Regions from separate parts of the Mus musculus genome. Here region 2 is linked to region 1. A link is a contact called in public HiChIP or PLAC-seq data. All regions are on one chromosome and are shown on one strand. Each heading gives the region's core, a stretch centred on a gene start, on an enhancer-like site or on the middle of the called end of the contact. The rest is flanking DNA. Distances are from core to core; before and after follow the strand shown. Region 1 overlaps Csgalnact1 (chondroitin sulfate N-acetylgalactosaminyltransferase 1). Region 2 overlaps Ints10 (integrator complex subunit 10).

Region 1 (5,584 bases), core at 1,169-3,668:
GGATCAAGTCTCTTGCCTCTGCCACCTTTCTCCAAAACCTCTTGACCTAATTTCACGGCCCCTTCAGCTCTGACATGCCCCTCGACTGAGTCTTCACTTACTTCAGCCTTGTGATTTCCACTACTCCTTTAGAGTCTTATCTGCAATCCTTTGCTCAGAGGGTGGTGGTGGGGTGGGGGTGGCTCCAGCCCTGTTTCTTTGATTAGCACAGAGACTATGTTCCAATCCTTTTCAGAATTACAGCTGGCACTAGTTAAGAAAAAAAATCCAACTCTGTTTCCATAAACACACAGGTGCTGGGAGGACCTGGAAGGCAGCCTCGAGCTCCTAGAGGTTTCTTTAGCTACGCTGTAAGTCGCCAGAGCCCATGTCCTCCTGACATGTTTGTTTAGCTGCCAAGGGAAACTTTACCTGACAGGGAGGTCTGGATTTCACCTGTTCACCTAGGGGACTTTCCAGCCAGTTCTCCTGGATGCCTGATTCAGGGTCTATCTTGTTCAATTGTTTCAGTTGTTATACCCTCTGAAATCATGTCTCCTGAACCACAGGGGTATTTGTTATCTCCTTTACAGAGTAGGAAAGTTATCATTTCAAAACACAGAGCTCCTTCAGATTGTATCTGACTCATAATTTAAAAGATAACTCTCCTAAGGGGATTTTTAAATTTTATCATGAAAGGTTTTAAATATAAAAGCTTATTTATTTATTAGGTTTAATGAGATAGGATCATGTTATGTAGACTAGGCTAGGCTCAAACTGAGAATCTGCCTTCCACCTAAGGTGTGGGGTTACAGGAATGTGCCCCACACTTGGCTTAAACATGCTTCTCTTCTGCATGAACATGTCCCAAGCAACCTTTCCTAAGGCAAGAGGCACGCCTTCTTCAGTGTTACATCGGAAGCGCAGGGACAGTAATACCTTAGCCTGGGATAGCTTGCAGTCAACCTGTGTAGATACTTCCTGAAGTCAAGTCACATTGAGCAGAAGAATGCAAGGTGAGTGGTATGAACGCCTGAGCTAACTGTGTTAAAGACACAACAGCCTATAAGAGATACAATGGCAAACCCAAAGCAAGGAGGTAGAGAACGGCTGGATGCTACAGAGTTTAAGAGGGAATCAGGAATCCGACTCATCTGCCTGCCCAACACACAAATAAATCTGCCTTTTTCTGTGCAAAAACTCTTCACACCCCGGCTCAAGCTGCTTGCCCCAATAAACACCTTCATCTGCTCCAAAGCATCAGAAGCAAGGGGAGGGGCTGGGGCTTGCATGACAGCCTTTGGAAAACGAGGACGGACATCCATGGCACTAGTGCTTGAGATGACCTTAATTTATTTGAAAGATTAGAAAAAGCCGTTGAATGTTTGCCTCTCTGCCTGAATGTGTTGCTTCTATAGAAAAATTATTCTGGAAACTAGGTCCAGAGAAACGCTTTGTCCAACTTCACACAGCAGCAATTTGCTTTTTCCTTTTCACAAATGCTTTCTACAAGATAAGGTATTCCCTGTGATTTCCAGGGCACTCCCCATTCCCAATGCGGATCACAAGCAGTCTCCAGTATACACTGAGAGCCCCAGGAGGACATCTCTGTATGTGCATTGCTTACACAGTGGGTAGTACTGGGGCAATGATACATGAAGCCCAGCAGCTTGTGCCCATGCCCCACAGAACTCTGTCCTCTACAGTCCTTCCTGGCCCACTCATCTACCTTGAGCATGGCAACCCAGGGACAACTTTCCTCTGGCCTCCTCTGAAGCCCTGCTAGCTCACCAGGTCCTGATCAGTGGGACTCATGTACCCAAATAAAGCAGGGTGGGGTTAAACTCAGCAATGGCCCGGAAAGGATAGTGCTGCCTCTGTCATCTACCTATGGGTACCCCTTGACTGCCAGGATAGCAAGACCTCAAAGTTCATTATTCATTCTCCACCTGAGAAACCCTATGGTCATGAATGTAGATCACGGAGTCCACATGCAGGCATGCAGGTCTGCTGGCCACCTGCTCAACTCTGGTGACAAGCCAGTAGATGCTCATGACAGATAAATCAAAAAGGTATGCACATGACTGGGACCACGTTTCTTCTTGTGATCCTTTCCCAGTAGATACTGTCTTCATATCTTTCTGTGAAAGAGCTCTTTTCGTGCCTTTCAAGCACCTCTCTGCAAACTAGAGAGACCTCTGTGGGCATGCTATAGAGTCCTGCCCCAGTCATCCTTGTATCTTGATACCCTATTGTATCGAGCACTCCAATGAACAAGAGGCTTTAGCAGGTTAAGATCCTTTCAAGGAAGCAACTCCACACCCCTCCTCCCTTCAGAAACTATCCAGTTCTGGCTCATAAGTGGCACACAGAGGGACAAAGGAGAGACTAAAAACACTCTGCACAGCAAGAGATGAGTAAGCAGAAATGACTAAGGCTCTCCTGGTACTTCCTGAAGAACTTGCTGTCTGGAAAGAGCTTTTCCTACAAGGGGAGTTCAGCACCCTCAAATGCTAACCAGGAAGTTCTAACCAGGAGGAAAATGAGTAAGAGAAAACCAAGCTGAGAAAATAGCATGCAACGTGTTTTGAAATATTTAATTTACTCTCACAATGAAACAATATATTTGATGACATGCCTACAGTTGTGGCAGAGCAAGAAACAGGCACTAAGCGTGGTAAAATGAGGGCTCTCCATCTCCCTAGTACGTAAATTTCTATTATAGACACACAAAAGGATTCATGATTTATTCCTAATTACATCTTGTATTTCTTAATAATTGACAAAATGCTTGAATTTCCCACTCGGTTCCTTTCTTTGATATAAGTCTACTACTGCATGGGGACCTCTCGGTTTCATGCAGTCATTTTTGTAGAGGTTATGATGACCTGAGAAACCCATTGCTTCTGCCGCTTTTAATTCCCCTAATTGCCTTGCATTTATTTCTCCAAATGAGAAGATTAAAAGTGATAAAAGACCTTGCTGTCTTGTAAGGTTGGTTCTAATACAGACATTTTCTCACAAGTGTAAAGAAATTGTCTTAATGTGACACTTCCCTTTATTTAAAAAAAAAACCTTAAAATTTTGAATAGAATCTAGGATTATAGAAGATGTGTAGTTTAAACCCTTACCCCGTGTAACCCTAAATATCAAAATGTTTTATGGGCTTTACTGTCAAATGAAGACATTTGAATGCATTGAATAATTGAAAACTAAACATACAATCATCCCTGTTTTTTTTTTTTCTGTAAGCATTTTCAATTATAAATTTTAAATTCTCAACACTCTGAGCTTCTACAAGTTGGTTTTTGTGAGTTTCTATAGGGAACTCAGGTATTCCTTTCTACTAAACCTAAAATTTCTTGCAACTTTGTAGCTCTGTTCATTCAGAAGAGAAGATGGAAGCATTTGAATCTTGAGTAGCAGGGCAGAGCACTGCTCATTAGGATGGACCCTCTTAGGCCAAAAAAAGGGGTTGCTTTATCTTTTATGTTCTTTCCTTTTGTAGTGTATGCATGCACGTTTTGTTTTATTTTGAGTGGGAAAAGCAAAGTCTGCTTTGGCAGACACTAAACAAATTTGCTGATATACAGAAAAACACCAAGAGAGCAAAATCCAGGAGGAGGTCTTGCCATACAGTTTTCACAGGAAAATGAAGAGCGGGCACAAGAACACAGTGCCGAGGCCTTGGGCAGGGTTGGGAAGGAGGTGAAGAAGGAAGTGCGGCTTCCTTCCCACTCAAGGAACCCTGGCCCATGAGACAGATAGTAGCCATGGTTCTATTTGTAAGTGTGGGAGAGCCAACACACAGAATCTGGAGCATAGCTGCAAGGCTGTGATGTGCAGGGGAACACATTCCTTCATTCCTCACTGCTGGTTTCCTTCATGTACTTGTGGTGGTTTGAATGAGAATTGTCCCCCCCCTTGCCCCCCGTGGGCTCATGTGTTTAAGCACTTAGCCATCAGCAGATGGTAAGATTATGCAGCCTCACTGGGAGAAGTCTGTCTGTCACTTAGGGGACAGGATTTGAGAGTTCATAGCCTTTCCCTGCTTCCAATTTGTTTTTGTTTCCATGGTCTGGTTGAAGAGTGAAAAGTCTCTGCTTCAACTCTCCACTGCCATCCCTCCCCTACCATCAAGTACTCTAACCCTATAAAAACCATAAAGTAAAATAAAACTCTTTTCCATACTGCTTTTGGTCACGATGTTTTACTACATGGAAATAAGTAATACAGAGCTCAATGCACAGACTCGGCCCTTTTAGTCTTTCCTTACTCTCTAAAGCATGAACCGACGACTCCTGGCTCCTTTCTCTGTCTCTGCCATGAGGTATGCTTGCCTGACCCACACATTGCCCATATGGACACTGACATCTGGATAATCCCTCAAAAAGCCTAGATCCAGCTGGCCCAGCATGGTGTCTGTCATATAATCGACCCTGTGCTGGCTCTTTTTTTTTTTTTTTTTGGTCTGGAGTAAGCAATGGATTTGGTATTCAATGCCATTGAAAAAGGAGAAAGTAATCCACCCTGCATGGGCTGCAGGAGGAATATAAGACAGAGGTTGAGAGACTGGAACAACATCTCAGCCATTAAGAGCCCTTACTGCTCTTGCAAAGGACCTGGGTTTGGGTCCCTGCACATATCATAGCATGCTACTTTACTGCCTATTATAGCTGAATAGTATTTCATTGTATGGATATTTCAGGTTTCATTTTTTAGTATTTGTTTTTTGTTTGTCAGACAATGGACATTTGAGTTGATTCCTCCTTGCAAATTGATCATCATACCATTGAATATTTGTGCACATTTGTTTACATGTTTGTTTTCAATTATTTTGGGATTTACAGAGGAAATGAAATTCCTAGGTTAGAAGATAATTCTATTCTAAATCATTTAGAGAACCACTGAACTCTTATCCAGTATCTGCACCATTTTCTATTTCTGCCATCAGTGGTCAAGAGTTCCAGTGTGTCCACATTCACAGTGACATTTGTGATTATCTGACTGGGATTTTAGCAGAGAATTTACATGTGGTCCTCTCACTCCTCTATACACACAAATTCTCCCCTCAGTTATCTAGATGAAATCTTCATGAAATGGCAAAGATGTGATGGCTTGAAATGCCATCACACACTGTGGTAAGGCAAGCACATGACCACCACCACAACTACAAGTCTCCTTGTTCCCTCATATATATGGTGTAGAACAGTCTCTCTCTCTTCTCTCTCTCTCTCTGTGTACATCCAGAAATCATAAATGTATATGCATGCTTGTTTATGTACAGGTGTATGTGACTGCATAACATGTGTCTGAGTATATGCTTAGAGGCCAGAAGTCAACATCAGGTGTTTGTCACATCAAGTGTCCATCTTATCTTTTGAAACTGAATGTCTCATTGAAGATAGTGGTCACTGACTGGCTAGCAAGCTCTGAGGACCTTTCTATCTCCACACCCCCTTCCAGTTCCAGAGTTATAGGCACATATGACCACTGGAGCACTGGAGATCTGAACTCAGGTCTTTATGTTTGTACAGCAGGTGCCCTACCCGAGGAGCTAGCTCCCTATATCTCAATGTCTCATTGTTAGTGCCTCAATTCTCAG
Region 2 (5,584 bases), core at 1,222-3,721, 440 kb after region 1:
TCTAAAATCTTGTGACCTGCCGTGTGCAGTCCTCAGAGGGGTCCTGGGCTTCTTTAGAATCCACCCTCCTTAGAAGAGTGTGGTGTCCAATGGCAACAGTTTTATAGTCTTAATGGTTTGTAGCATATACTGACATATGGAGCCCCTTTTTAGGAGGTGATATTTGGTATGGCCTATATTTCCTGGATTTATTTCTTCTATATAAATCTTTGTCTTGCAGCTGAGAGCTTTTACAGACAGCAGAGACGACATGGCACTGGGCCATGTGATTGTACTGCTCCAGCAGGAGTGGCCACGGGGAGAGAACCTTTTCCTGAAAGCCATCAGTAAGATTTGCCAGCAAGGAAATTTCCAGTATGAGAACTTCTTCAGCTATGTTACAAGTATCCTTCGTCTGGACAAATAAGCTCGGTGGCTTTTGAATGTTTAGCACAGGGGCATTGTCCACTAGGACCCGTTGAGCTTTTACTATTTGTGGGGAAAGAAGGAGTAAGAGTTAGAAATGGAGCTGTGGCAGTTGCTTTGTAAAAGTCAAATGAAGTTTAAAGCTACAATTCAAGGAGTCAGGACAGTCAGGGCCTGTTTGTTGTTCCTCCCAAGAAGGCAGCCAAGATGCCCACAGTTAAAATAGCCTCTGGCCAGCCCAGAGCAGTTGGTTTAGCATAGACCTCGGCTTTTTTTCTGTGGAAAGAGTATCCCAGTGGTCTCCCCTGGGACAGAGGCTGCCTTTGGGATCAGGTGTTAGCACTGGGCCTGCACCACCAGAGCTGCCAAAGGTTAAGCGAATGAGGCAGAGTTCTAAGTCGGGCAGCACTTGACTTCGCATGCTTGGAAGGGAAGACAGCCTTTGAATGGAGGCAACACCAAACACTGGTTTGGTTGCTTTCATTTCTTTGCTTTGCATAGTACAACCTCTCAAGTTGTAGGATGTGTGTACTACATATTTCCCAGTGCCTGATCAGCGGTTTTTAGTATTTTTTTTTTTAAAGATTTATTTATTTATTATATGTAAGTACACTGTAGCTATCCTCAGATACTCCAGAAGAGGGCATCAGATTTCGTTACGGATGGTTGTGAGCCACCATGTGGTTGCTGGGATTTGAACTCGGGACCTTCGGAAGAGCAGTCGGCGCTCTTAACCACTGAGCCATCTCGCCAGCCCCAGTATTTTTTTTTTTAAAGACTAATGAAAGTTACATAACTTTCCCCCAGAAGAATGCACCATCTAACACTGTGCATGGAGTTCTCTGGATTCTCAGAAGACCTTGTCTGCTGGGTCTGAAGAAATAATCTTTTTTTGTCTAACTCATTCTGTCATCAAATATCCTCCCAATTCGTCCTATCTGCTAGCTTTTGTCATTTTAACTAAGAAATGGCTCGGGTGGCCCTGTGGAATCCGTTTGCTTGTCTCTCCAGGGAGACCATGTGCTAATGCTTTCCAGTTTGCTTGTCTGAAGCTTGAGCTCATGCAGTCCACCCAAGGCATGAGTCTCGCCCGTGTCGCTGAGTGACATTACCACCCCAGCCTGGCACCTCTTGTGCAACGAGCTTCTTTCCATAGGGCAGTTTGGTTAACGTAAAAGTCAGCATCTGGATCAGGAACCGACTGTGGTTCTTAGTTGGAGGGTGGTAAGCAGGCTCTTTATCTGCTGAGAGCTGTTTCTTCGCCTGGGAGAACAGGGCAACATGTTACCTGTTGGTTGACCTGAATGTGACCTGCAGACATTGATATGCTGGAGGAATTTGCTTATTTAAGAACCCAAGAAGGAGGGAAGATTCATCTGGAATTACTCCCAAATCAAGGAATGCTGATCAAGTAAGCAGATGATCTTTTGTTCTTCGAAGCTCGCCTTTCATGTGCTGCATGACCTATTTGTAAATTTCTGTACCTTTCAGAAATTTAATGGAAAGGATTCCAAACTGGTCTCAGTTTTCAAGGGTCTACTTGTTCTGGGTGTCTTAAAGATATGCATTTCTTAGTGCATTTCTGCGGGAAAAGTGTTGCTTAAATTGGGATATTTTTGTTACTTTGGAAATTTTTTACTAGATAGAAATTTCTATATGTCTTTTCCTTTCCAAAATTTAGTACTCATTTCTGATTTAATTGAAAGCAGCTGTGCTTGACATTGTACTGGATTGGGAGGATCTACAGGTTCTATTTAGAAACTGTCTTAAGCTTCTCTGAGCTTCCTCATTGCTTGTGCAGTCAAAGCAAATTAGCTGGTTCTAGTGCCTCTAAAACACACCTGCTCCCCAAAAATGGCCCTGGACGTGCATCCCCAGTGTGGCCCCTGAACCCTTAAGCTACTACAGAAACCCAGGTTATCTTAGATGAAAAGATCAAGTTAGTGACCACTCATGATGTTTAACTAGCTCATAAATCCTGCTTCTCTCCTCGGTCCGCACTGCAGTTTGGCTAATAGATCCTCCCCACTGTAAGCGCCACATGCTTACTTCCTTCTTTACTTCCTGCATACTCTGTGTTTGTAAGTCAGTGTCAGAGTTACAACAAGAGACGGCCCAGAACAGGAAGAGTGCATTGCTGAGACTGGAAACCTGCTTTGTCCCTCCGTTTTGGCAGAAGCAAGTTTTTAATTATTGAAAGCAAAAGTCCTTCCTTTGCTCTGTCTTTGTAGAGTCTTAGGGGTGTTGGAGGATAGAGGTAAGAAAGAAATGCTTATGTTGGGTTTCTGTAACTAAGGAATTTGTCCCATAGTGAGCAATCCCTTCCTTATTGCATCTTAGCAAGAGTAGGGCCCAGTAGAATCTGTCCTAAAGAGCAGAAAGAAGAATGGGAGCTCCCCTCCCCATCCTGTAAATGATATTGCATGCCTTAAACAGTTCCTATAAGGAACGAAGGAAATGCTTAGGAGTATATGAGGACCTTTGTAGATGAGATTGTGTAGTCAGGTTGTCCTAGACACTGTCCTCTCCCCTTGTCCATTTACTACTTTGATTATGAACCAAAGTGATGGGGGACATAACTGCATGGTTCCAAGTGTTGTTGACCACATTTAAGAACAGGTTGCTTCTATATATGGAAGCCCAGGTAACCCCTATTCTGTGGGGACTTCTAGGTTCTGAAATTGACTATGCTGGCATATCTTTAGCAAGGTTTTTTAGTTCAACAATAAGCCACGATTCAAAATGCCATACTGTGAATGGTCCTAGAGCCCAACTGTCCCTACCACGAGTCGATCTGCAGAGGATTGCCTCGTGACTAAGAGAATGTCTGAGGTAGAGTGAGGGAATGACTCTACAGACCTCAACTCCAGCCTCACTGTACTGGGCCTTTGCACTGTCCCCATATTCTCTTGGTTTGAACAGTGTCAACCTGCAAATAGTCCCTAAGACTTGGAATTTAAAATGAGGACATATCAACTGCCCAGATAATGTCACTGGAAAAGTTATTTGTACAAGGAGGCCTCTGTCTTGCTTTCCAAGGCTCTCCCACTTTGATCAACCAAAATTTCCTTGAACTTTCTATAGGAGATAAGCCTCCTAAAAACCCATGGTTGACTTGGCTTGGACAAAGGACTAGGGATTATTAACTAGCGATCTGACCTTGTAGGAATGTTCTCTGTGAGGTCTCAATATGAATTTGAAATCTGTATTTTAGATAATCTCTACCTAAGTGACACCAAGAGAATCAAACTGCATAAGACAGAGCTTTGACTGAATGAGGTGTGATTAGACTCTTGAATAAAACTATCTATATTCCTTTTCCCTTTGGGTTCCAAACAAATTCTCTGAAGCCATTGCAGACCTTTTGGGTGGTCCCTCCAGATGAGTGGCAGAGATGTTGTGAGCAGTGTACCTCTCCTCCCCTTGGGGTAAGGTTGTGAGTCCGTCCTAGTTGTAGCATCTCGGATGCAAGCAGGTACAGTACAAACACCAGGCACTTGGTGCCAGGCCACAAGGAGGCATCAGTTCTTCATTTGTTGTATAGATATGTTGTTCTAATTTGTGTTAAATCAGAGAAATGTTTCTATGCTGATATTCACAGTACCATAGTTGCATTAGACTGGATCAAAATGGAAAAAAAAAAAAGATATTCTCTGGGGTGACTACCAGCTAATGTGCTAAATTTTTATTACAGAATTCTGCAAAACCATGGGTCCCAGCCTTGCCCCCCCCCCCCCGAAATCTGAAGCTCACCCTTTCTTTACTGAAAGCATTGCCAGCCCTTCTGAGCCCTTTTTAGGAGGGCCTTTCAGTTCAGGGCCTCAGTCCTGCCAGAGGTGGCTAGCTGGCATCTCCAGGTATAATTCTGGGATGCGTGGGCATGAGAAGAGTGAATGAAGGAGGCTGGATTTTGAATCAGACCTTCTCAGAAGTTACCCTCCCCCACTCCCCCCTCCTCACTGATTTATCACAAGTGGGCAGAGCTCTGGGACCAGCAGCCAAGACGCCTCTAGACTGGCACCAGCAGTGGGTGCGGTGGGGCCCTCAGCTTCTCCCAGTCCCTTGAAGACATGCCACGGCCAGGGGCTTGTGGAGGTTAAAGTTTCTGTACAGTCCGCTTCCAGTCTCGTGTATCTTCTCTGGAGTGTTGTTTTGCAGTGCAGGGTGAGCTGGTGTGGGTGTTTGAATGCTGCTGTTTGCTGTTTTTTAAAGGCCTTCTAGCCCTCCCATGGGGTTGCTGCAGCAGGAATTCTTACCTGTGCTTCAGCCCAGCATACAGACTGCTGACAGGTACCAAGTGGAAAAACACCTGCTCATAGTGTGCTGTTTGTCACATGTTTTCCCGCCCATGGTTTTCAGCTCTTTGTCCCTCGGTGCTCTTTTTCATGCTTTATTTATTTGTTTTTAATTTGTTCTGCATCCCTCGGCAAACCATCTGGTTGTAAATATTGTAACATGTTTAATTTTTTTTCCATGAGTTGCCAGTGTGTTTGTGTTGAATTTAAAAATCATTCTGGATCTGGGGAGGGAAACCTGTTTGGTAAAACTGTCTTAGACTGAGTGAGTGTTAGAGGACGCGCTAGGCTGCGACTCTGTTGTAATAAAATGCAAGGGTTTGGGTCATGGGTATTCAAGGACCTTGACACACATGTGCCACAAGTAAATTTTTATTGTAGATTTCCATATTAATGATCAGGACTTTTTTTGTTCTACGTAGACATTCACACAGTCTTTCCCTGCCTTAGAGTTTCAGACCTTTCCTTTCTGAACTGGCAGTATTTAGTACGTAAGCTAAAATGATGCTGTTTATTTGGCTAGATTCTCCTGTTCTTAAGCCGTAAGACCTAGCTATCTCTATGTGCCACTTGACACCAGGGACATGCCTGCTGTGCACTGTGCTGTTGCATGGCCATCGTACTGTGCACTTACTCAGACCTACATGCTACATACCCAGGCTGTAGGGACCAGTGCAGTCAATCATTGCCTGTGGAGCATGACTGTAGTTGACATCATCCAGACTTGCATAGAGGCTCTGATGCATGTATATTGAGTTGTGTTGCTGTTAATGTGTGGAAACAATCCCACAGGACCATGACAAGCAGATATTTAATTGTGTGTTTTGTAGTATTAGGGGAGAATATGTCCTCTGTCATACGGCCTGCAGATAATTATAACTTGT

What was found. HiChIP or PLAC-seq counts read pairs in DNA pulled down with a chosen protein or histone mark.
Region 2: a contact with region 1 is called in an H3K4me3 HiChIP or PLAC-seq map of bone marrow-derived macrophages, with 8 times the contacts expected there. The contact joins two enhancer-like sites. A contact is called at or near these places in 10 of 39 promoter capture datasets (3T3-L1-derived adipocytes, the HPC-7 cell line, HPC-7-derived erythroid cells and 8 more), 1 of 15 datasets of contacts at CTCF or cohesin (large pre-B cells), 1 of 484 Hi-C or Micro-C datasets (embryonic fibroblasts), 1 of 115 datasets of contacts at active chromatin or transcription factors (bone marrow-derived macrophages) and 2 of 9 other capture datasets (adipose tissue and liver).

What each region holds. Positions count from the first base shown.
Region 1 is chr8:68,375,708-68,381,291 of GRCm38.p6, forward strand. All of the region lies in intron 6 of Csgalnact1 (chondroitin sulfate N-acetylgalactosaminyltransferase 1), which reads right to left. 1700125H03Rik (RIKEN cDNA 1700125H03 gene) reads left to right here. Exons shown (of 4, transcript NR_038181.1): 4 at 1-3. Among named protein-coding and RNA genes, the nearest start is that of 1700125H03Rik, 10 kb to the left of the region's middle. Within about 2 kb of position 2,419, at least 13 of the 459 cell types and tissues checked have an H3K27ac peak or open chromatin away from gene starts, as enhancers often do. A contact at or near this core is called in the HPC-7 cell line and bone marrow-derived macrophages, where this site is marked.
Region 2 is chr8:68,820,435-68,826,018 of GRCm38.p6, forward strand. It overlaps Ints10 (integrator complex subunit 10), which reads left to right. Exons shown (of 17, transcript NM_027590.4): 15 at 221-383; 16 at 1,723-1,816. Among named protein-coding and RNA genes, the nearest start is that of Ints10, 29 kb to the left of the region's middle. Within about 2 kb of position 2,472, at least 64 of the 459 cell types and tissues checked have an H3K27ac peak or open chromatin away from gene starts, as enhancers often do. A contact at or near this core is called in the HPC-7 cell line and bone marrow-derived macrophages, where this site is marked.